2 separate regions of the Anser cygnoides genome follow, and region 1 is linked to region 2. A link is a contact called in public Hi-C data. All regions are on one chromosome and are shown on one strand. The core of a region is the stretch at or near the end of the contact, and the rest is flanking DNA. Distances in the headings are between cores, read along the strand shown.

Evidence for each region. Hi-C and Micro-C count contacts between places; a contact is called where the count stands out from the background.
Region 1: a contact with region 2 is called in a Hi-C map of liver, with 2.0 times the contacts expected there. The contact joins the promoter of LOC106029739 here to the promoter of SLC29A1 in region 2. A contact is called at or near these places in 2 of 7 Hi-C or Micro-C datasets (both in liver).

What each region holds. Positions count from the first base shown.
Region 1 is chr3:34,438,091-34,442,748 of Taihu_goose_T2T_genome, reverse strand. It overlaps LOC106029739 (epoxide hydrolase 1-like), which reads right to left and starts at 1,936. Exons shown (of 11, transcript XM_013171012.3): 1 at 1,842-1,936; 2 at 952-1,111. The coding sequence starts at 1,091.
Region 2 is chr3:33,858,296-33,862,835 of Taihu_goose_T2T_genome, reverse strand. It overlaps SLC29A1 (solute carrier family 29 member 1 (Augustine blood group)), which reads left to right and starts at 2,458. Exons shown (of 14, transcript XM_048080133.2): 1 at 2,458-2,865. LOC106048216 (spectrin beta chain, non-erythrocytic 2-like) reads left to right here. Exons shown (of 31, transcript XM_066993846.1): 29 at 1-76; 30 at 370-522; 31 at 927-1,377. The coding sequence ends at 1,162.

The DNA.
Region 1 (4,658 bases), core at 687-3,186, 580 kb before region 2:
CCTGCAGGGAACTTTTAAGATCAAGGTTCACTCTGCTCCCAGCCACGCTGTGCTCATTGTGCCACAGGGCTGGCACGAGGAGAGGCTTGTAGGACCTTTACCTGCTCAGATTTCAGTGAGTTGCTATACCTTTCCTACTTCTAATGACTCCTAAGTAGATACTGAGCTTTTAGGTCTTATCTGCCTGCAAGAAAAATGAAAATTCCTCCTTGGTTCTATTTTAGCCTGATGGATTGTCTTGCAAGAATAGTTACTTCTGGAAAAAACTAGAAGTAACAAGAAAAAGTTTTGCCGCTCCACCTTACGGAAGGTGGCTGAAGTAGGGAGCTGTTTGGCGTCATAATTAAGGTATCTCAAAACAAATACAAGGGCACAAATCTCCATGAAAACACACACCCATTTGCTGTTTCTTTTTACCTGCTATCATTTCCCACCACTACCTGTGGCAAATAATCTGGTGCCTATACTGGAGACCGTAGCAGTCCCCATGGCAATTTGGTAATGATCTCTGATATCTGGTGTGTGATTTTTAAGGAGGTACCTCCTTAAACAGCTCCCTGCCAAGGCAAAACAAAGCTTCTGTAAGCAAACAATGTCACCCTCCACCTCACGGAGGCTGAGCAGCTTATGCAACAGGTAATAATATCCCTGTGCACTTACATCCCAGACTTTAGTGAGTCGGAGGCATGAAACAAGTTATTGTGGCACTAGCACCAGCTCAGCGCTGTTAACAAATCAAGCACGCCAGAGACACAGCTCTCCGAGCAACAAAAAGCAAGGTTCGGTCTAGTACAACCTCCTCCCCAGTCACGCTCAGGAGAAACCAGCTGCGTGCTCCCCACACCCTCCGATGGCTTGGCTCAGCCTGGGTTACCCTGCAGGGCTTTCCCCGACCCCAACCACAGCAGAGCCCTGTTTGGGGCCTTCCTCCCCACCCCGAGGGCATCTCACCAGGCGTTGGGAAGGACCTCCTGCCACATGTCTGCTCCTCCTCGCCTTGCTGCAGCTCTGAGCGAAGCAACCCAGGTGTCTCCTCGGCTGGCTTTCTCTTGGCACTGACGCTCTCTCAGTGACAAGGCAAGCCACATCATTGATTGGTGCCACCTATTGCCTAAGTGTGCGCATGCAAATTAGGTTCAACAAAGTTCAACAGAGGCAAATACAAAGTCCTGCATGGGGAGGGAATAGACCTGTGCACCAGCACAGGCTGGGTGCCAAAAGCACAGAAAGCAGCTCTGCAGAGCCTGATTTGAGGTCCTCAAATGAATCACTCAAGGAGGGGACCTTCTGAAAAAGGCTAGCTATGTATGGGGCTATACAGCAAATATGTTAGCCAGCAGGCTGGCTGAAGCGATCCTTTCCTTCTCTTTGGCCCTTGTGAGACCATGTCTGGAAGCGCAGTGCTGAGGTCTGGTCTTGTTGGTAGAGGACGGAGCAGAGTGAGTCCAGTGCAGGGCCACCAGGCTGCCAGGGGCTGGAGCACATGCTGTATGAGGAGAGACTCAGACCTGTGCTTGTTCAGCCTGGAAGACAGAATGCAAATGTGTGTGTGTGTGCGTGTGTCCATCCTACTGCTGTCTACAGCTACCTAGTGGACAGCATAGAAAAAATAGAGCTAGACTCTTTCTGGGGGAGCAACAGTGGAGGGACAAAAGGTAATGGATGCTAATTGCAACAAAGGAAGTTCTGGTTAGATATTAGGATAAATTAGTTCCCCATTCAGACACTGAAGTGTGTCCCAGAAAGGACACTGGAACAGGGTCCCAGAGAAGATCTGGAATCTCCATCCTTGGAGCTATTCAGAATTTGTAAGGAGCAAGGCACTCTGCAACCTGACCTACCTGGACCTGCTCTGTGCAGGTGGTGGGACCAGCTGACTTCCACGGGTCCCTTCCAACCTGTGCATCGTGTGGTTCAATCCCATGTGCGCCTGGGATTTGCAGCAGCTGAAACAAAACAAAACAAAACAAAACATCAAAAAAGGAAAAGATAAGTTTTCTCATATACCACAGAAACTAGTGCTTTTATTTAGCTCAGGGAACTAGATTTCATTTCCCAAATGGTCAATTAAATCTTACTGGATAAAGGTTTCTTTTTTCCCAAATTGTTGCACAGTGTCCTTGCCGTGTTTCACTTCAGGGATAGCTACATTTTACTGTCAGAGGGAATGACTCCTACCTCCATGCAATGCTCAAAGTAAAGTCCCATTACCAATGAGATCTGCGGAGATCAAGTCTTGTATTGCTGTGCTGTCAAAAGAGCTATCAGGAGGAAAACCTTGTAAATCCTACATTTGGTTTAAGTTCAATTTCTTGCTACACCACGGCTATTTCTGGTTATGCCTGGGAGATGGCTGGGATTACTTAGCTTTAAGGCCTTATTTCTAAAATAAAAGCAAGTCTGGAAGCCTTTTGGAAGATGGCATCCCTGATTGCAGAGGGGGCTGTAATTAAGACTGGAGAATTACTATCAACAAGAGGAAAAAATGATCACCAGGGTGAAAGGTAGTTGAGGACCCCCGTAGTTTGACATGTTGGGGTACAACAGGCAGTGATGTTTCTAGGATTCAAAAGAGACCTTGAGAGAATTCTGTTTCTTACCTATGACTAGGAAAAGGCACAAAGGAGGAAGATCTGGCTTAAATAACTGAGAGTGAAAATATCTATTCCAGGAATGTTGGAAAAGAGCCAGCAGAGCTAGTTAAAGCGGCAGAGAAAAGATACAAGTTGCTGCCGTCTGTCTAAAAGGTTTGGGACTATCAGAACAGGTTTCTCTGAGATATAGGCGGGCACACCAAGGCCATTAATATCCTGAGGCTAAAAGGCAAAAAACAAAACCAAACCAAACCTCAAACAACCAATAAGACACAAAACAGTGATAAATCTGAAACAACTGAGATGTTAGCATGCTGTATAAAATGCAGGGTGTATGTGCAAGAGTTTGGTGAGTGCTGGAGCAAAGAGCTCAAGGGGTTCCGGAGGAAATCCTCCACTTTGGGGTACTGCAGCAGCTTGTCCATCCACTGGAAAACAAGTTTTTTTCCCCTTCTCTCTTACAACCCCTAGTGGCCCAAATGCACAACTCCAGGCAGAAACTGCTTGTTGGTGTCAACTAGGCTACCTACCCGGAGGCTGTGATGCACGTCCCATAAATGTAACTATCAGAGGAAAGGATATAGAAGAGTGTCTCAGAGCATCTCCCTGCACTGGGGCAGGATCCCTTATCCTTAATGATAGACGTTTTATCAAACCCATTTTAAAAAGCCTCCTTGGAGCACTATTAGAACATTTTCTGCCCCTGTCCCGGTGCTGTGATTTTGCTGGTCCAGCTGCTGTTCTGGCATGGGAAGAAAAAGAAAAGAAAAAAAAAAAGAAGAATTGTTATATAGTATTTCAGTATTGCATCTGTCTAAACTTTAAAAGGCTCTCATGTTTCCATTGCACAAATCCCATGTGAACAGAGGGCTTGTTTCCTCTCTCTCCCTTGCTTTTGCCACCAATCAGCAGTATCACGCCTGCACAAACAATAGAAAATATGCACATGGAAATGTAACCGTAATGCATTTTTCCCACCTGTTTCAGCAGCGGGATACAAGCAGGAGCAGCCAAACACAAGATAACCTGCCAGCTCTCCCAGGGCCATTCACAGTGCTGCCGGAGGGAGAGCCCAAAAAGCCCAACCAGAGCTTAAGCGAGTGCCAAAAAGAGGCACTCGCAGCACTTCTGCAAATAATGGGTGCCCTCTGGTGGGAAGAGGAGCTCAGAGTGCACAAAATAACCACTTTTTTTTTTTTTTCTTTTTCTTTTCCCTGTTTGAGCACTTTGTGGTTTTCTCATTGTCCTTTGCACATAATTGGAATGGAAGCCTCCTAAATGCCATTAGTTCCAAAACCCGAGACGTGGGGAGGAAAGTTGGTGATTTCTGGTTATGAAATGAGATTGTGAACAGAGTTAAGACTGGAGCACAAAAGCTTTGCCTGCAGCTGTTTTATAGCTTGAGATGCTGGGCTAACTCGTAAATGATCATTCTGACCCTTAGGTCGATTACAAGCCCCTCACTGATATTTATGCTCCTGGCTGTAATGCTCTGCCCTTCACCTTTCTGTATGAAGAATTCACTATATAATTCTCCTCTTGCATGTGCAAAATCAGGTTCGCTGTCTTGAGACTATTACTGGAGAGCAAAGACTGTGCAGTAACAGGGGATCTTTAGGAATGTGGTCTCCTGACATACACCAAGAGCAAGCTGTCTTCTTTTTAGTTGGTGAGTGGCCACTTGGCAAGCTGCTGGCTGCTGATGCTGTTGCAGGGCAGGGCAATGCCTGGGAGCCTCAGGGCTGCCCTTTTCCCTTTTCAGGCTGTCATGCAACCCTGCTCGACCCATGGCATCACCTGATGATACCCACCTTCTCTGTGACACTCCATTTTCTTCGTTTTCTTTTAAGAAAACTCCTTAAAACTAATGAAGCTTTCCTCAGCTTGACAGGACCTTTGCTCCCCCAGACCAAAGACAGCTCCAGATACTGAATGCAGCATTTCCCTGCATGAACTCTGGAGGGGAACAGTCTGCACAACCCAACGGGTCCAAGCTGGGTCTGCTCGTGCACGCACGTCTCTTTCCACAGGTGTTGTATGAAAACAACACTGCCCAGCAATGGG
Region 2 (4,540 bases), core at 1,209-3,708:
CTACCCCGCTCAAACGCCCGGCTGCAGCTGCCCCTGGACGCGCAGGACGGCCCCGCCGATGGCACGTCGGCAGCAGGTGACTTCCTCGCCTCCGGGCCCTGTGGGGTCTCCCCTACTTGCTGCCCAAATGCAGCCCCAGCGGGTGCTCTTGGGGTTGCTCTGCTCCTGCCCGAGCTCCGTGGCAGAGTGTGAGGCCGGGCTGTTTGGGAGGATGCAGGGCTGTCCTGGGGCGGCCTTGCCTTGTGTCATAGTGCCGTGCTGGCGTCTGCAGGATTGCCTTGGGGTCAAGGCAATCTGCTGGTGGAGGACGTATCCACCTGGGCATGTGTCCCTGTAACACCTCCTTGACCTGTCTCTGTTCTGCTTCAGAGGATGTCCGTGGGGCTGTCAGCCACGCAGCCGGGCCCAGGGAGCAGCAGTGGTCACCCAGGACATCCCCTGGGCTGTGGGACAACGGCTGCCCAGATGACGACGACTGCGGGCTGGTGGCCAACAAGCGGCGGTCCTACTCCTTCACCTCAGGTACGGTGGGGTCGGGGCACACGTGGCTGGGGCAGCCTTGTCCAGCAGCCCCATCGGGGCAGGAGGTGCTTCGCCTGCCGGTGTTTGTCCCGTTGGAGTGGTGGTGGCCACGGGGTGGGTCACCCATCCCACCAGGAGGCATCTCCCCCGCCTTGTGCCATCTCCCAGCGCCCTACAGGGTGGCTGTGCTCAGCCCCACAGCTACCAGTGAGAGGACAACGGCTTCTCTGGGCAAGCTCCTGGTTTTGCTGTCACAGCCAGGAGGTGGCACCAGCGCCCCTGTCCCCAGAGCCACCCGTGCGGTGCTGGTGCCCCCATCCCTGCGCCGCGGGCTGCAGCACCCCGTGCCCTGCTCGGGGAGGGCTCTGGGGGGGCTGGCAGCCTCTCACTGCTCCCTCCCGCAGCCACCTACCAGAAGATCACCCCCGTGGCCGTGCCCCAGGAGCCGCTGGAGGCCGGGAGCAGCTACTCGGTCACGCTGTACATCGGGGAGCAAGCGGCGGCCGTGCCCAGGGCGCGCTGCCACTCCTTCGTGGCGCGGCCGGGGAGCCCGCGGGACGCGCTGGGGGAGAAGCCCCCCGGCCCCCCCCGCCCCAAGAACAAGTCCGTCTTCAAGAAGTTCTTCGGCAAGAAGGAGTGAACCCCGGCCGAGGGGGAGGAAAGCCCCCGCCTGCCCGTGTTCCTCCTCTCGGGTGCCGTCCTCGCACCGTCTCCGCTGCCAGCACCAGCTCACCGCTCGCCGCCTGCCCGGGGGGGCTGCACTACACCCCCGCCTCCCCCTTCCCGCCCCCGGGCCTCCCCCCACACGCAGCACAGGCAGGGCCGGGGGCCTTTTTATTAAAAAACAGATCGACACGCGGTCTGGGAGCTTCTTCATCCAGCCCGCAGAGGGGCTCCCGAAGGTGGGTGGTGGTCATGTCAGAGGAGGGGGCTCCCGTGGCCGGGCTCGGTGCTGCTCGAGGGGAAGCCTGAGCCACCTGGCATCTCCCGAGGAGCTTGGTCCTGTGGTTTTCCCTGTTGTCCCCAGCCCAGCTCATCCCTCGTGGCACCTGGACCCCGTTTCCCTCACTTGCTCAGCCTCGAGCCTCGTGCTCGGTGCAGGATGGCCGCAGGCAGGCGCGTGCTGCATGCTGTGGTGACGGTCAGGGAGCGTGGCCAGACCCCGGGGGCTTCCCTGTCCCAAAATTTTGCAATAGCTTCGCCAGCCCGTGCTGGTGTCAGCCACTCTGGTTCCTGTCTGTGCCGGGAAGGGGAGGGAGCCCAAAGCCCCGTCCGGGTGTGCACCAGCCCTCAGGCAAAAAGGACAGGTCTGTGAGGACGCTCCCGGCAGGCTCCGAGGCTCAGCCTCTCCTCCGCAGGCACAGGATGGGGCTTAAAATAGCTGGGCTGGCTGCCGCCCAGATCCGCAGCAAGGGCTGCAAGCGCAGAAACACGAGTAGCGGGCACGGGGCTGCTCCCACCCCCCTGTGTCCCGCTGCAACCCCCAGCTGGGGACGGGGGCAGCGGTGTCACCCAGCGAGGGGCTTCGTGCTCCCGGAGGAGGGGAGTTGGGGGGATTTGGGGCCGCAGATTTCTCTTGGCTCGGTCTCTTGGCTCGGTCACCTGTTTTCCTCCAGCACCGCCGCTCGGCCCGTGCACACTGCCTTAATGGGAAGAGAGGAGCGGGGCGGCTCGCTCGGGGCTGGGGGGGATGCCCTGGGACGGGGCCAGCCCCGGCCGTGCCGCGAGGAGGCACTTGCAGCCCCGGCCCTGCGCAGCAGCCGCTCGGTCAGGAGCCGCCAGCTCATTCCTGAGCTGCTCAGGGGCCCGGCGGAGGGGCAGCGGGGCTGGGGCCGCACGGAGGGCTCGTCCCCCCTCACTGCTTGGGGTGCGTGACACCCGGAGCCACCGACCTGCCCAGAGTGTCCCACGCTGGCCCAAGTCCAGCACGGCGGCGTGAGACGAGACGTGTAAAACGGAGCAGGGACGGGGGCACCTTGTGACCCCAGGCAGAGCCCACGGCACGCTCCCCGTGCAGCGGGGTGTCGCAGGAGGGCACCGTCCCCTGCACCCGCGCTGCAGGAGGGCGCCTTCCCCTCACCCTCTCCCCCTCCTTGCCCTGGCGCCGGGCCCCGCTGACGAATCCCGCTGGCGGTCTCGATGGCAGGCGCCGCTTCCCCCCGCTAATCCCCGCGTGCACGCAGCCTCCACCTGCTGAGCCAGCGGGAGCCCCACGGAGCCGCTCGCAGCCAGCGCCTGGCTGAGGAGCTCGTGGCACGGTGAGGGCTCGGCAGCCCCCGTCCTCCCTCCACCGGAGGATCCCCGGCACTGGGCAAGGCGGCAGCGGGGAGCTGAGCCCTGGAGGTAACGGGCAGGGTGGCGAGAGGGAAAGGCGCTGGCTTGGGGGGCTGGATGGGGAGGGGACGTGGCTCTGAGAAGCCACCACAAGGACCCGCGTGCAAGGTCACCCCGCAGCCGGGGGCCTGTGCCGAGCCTTGTCACCCACCGCCCCGTCCCTCTGCCTCGGGGCTGAACGGGGATCTGGGCATCTGGTGACAAGGACGATCCGGCTCCCGGCCATGCTGCGGCCGGAAGGGAAAGGTCCGGGGGGAGCAGGGTCTGCAGGGCGATGCCTATAGGGCAGGGCCCCCCCCTTCACAAGGACTTTGTCCCCAGGAGGGCACGGGGCATCCCCGCGCGGGGGGCCGAGGGCTGTCCTGCAGCCGGGTGTCCTTGGCGCGGCAGGCAGAGCGCTAGGACCTGGGGAGAGGCAGGCAGGCAGCGCTGGCAGCTCTCCCCCTGAGCAGTGCGGGATCCGGGCTTGTCAGCCGGCAGCACCGCGGGCACGCAGCCCGCCAGCGGCCCTGCGGACATCGGAAACAAACAAACAAAAATAAATAAAAAAAATCACAACAACATGTAAGCGTGCATGGTCGTGCCCCGGGCTGGCACCGTGTGCCATGGACGGCCGCCGCGGAGCTGCAGGCGCTGTAACTAGGGCACGGGGCTGAGCGGCGGTGCCGTGGGACACAGCAGGTCAGAGCTGGGGCACGGGGACACCGGCAGCGGTGGCTTTGCTCTGTGTGCTGTCCCACAACGGGGCAGGGGTTGGGGTGCTGTGGGGGTGGCAGGTGGTCCGGTGGGTTTTTTGGCCCCGGTGCGCTCGCCCCCATGCTCCCGGCCATACTGGGGTGGTGCCTTGTGTTCCCGTAAGGTCCTTGGGGTACCTGCAGCGCGGGGGACACCACCGGGGAGCCCTCACTCTGCGCCTCCCCGTCGGGGTTTCTTCCCCAGCCCTGCCCAAACCTCGCAAGCCCTTTGTCCCCGGAGCCAGGCTCTCTCCTGTGACCCTTCCGAGCTGCAGGCTGACCGCTGGGAGCTCGCCCTCGGCCCTCGCTCCGCTCCCTCCCCAGCTCCTTCCTCCCCCAGGCGCCGTCCCCGTGCTGCCCTCGGTGTGATTCGGCCGGGACGCGGTGGCCCCGGCTGCCCCCCAGCTTGTTTGCAGGATCCTGACCCCGCGCGCGGGGCGCGGAGGCCGGGGCAGGGTCCGCAGCCTGGCCCTCACCCCCACGCTGCCTGGCCCTCACCCCCACGCTGCCTCTCGGCGTGGCGGCACCGTGCCGCCGTCCCAGCCACAACCCCACACGGGGGACGCGGGTCGGGGTGGGCAGCCCTGGCTTCGGCCCACCGAGCTGCTCCGGCGGGGGGGGGGGCTCGTCGGCTTCTCGGGGAGCTCTGCCTGGTTTTTTGGGGGGGGCTCCCATCACCTCCATAACCACATCCATAATGCACCCATCCCGGCTGAGAGTAGCACCCCAAAATCTTGAGGGGGTCCCAGCTTTGGGTTCTCGCCAAGCCCCCAAAAGGCTGCTCCAACCCCCCTCCACCCCCCCCCAAAAAACACACGGCCCCCCCCCCAGCAGCCCCGAGGCGCCGGGGACGGGCGCGCCGCCGGCCGCGGCCAGCAGAGGGGAGCACCGGGCCGCGCTGCCCCTGCGATGAGTTTGTCGGTGCTTTGGCACGGCTCCGGGGCCCCTCC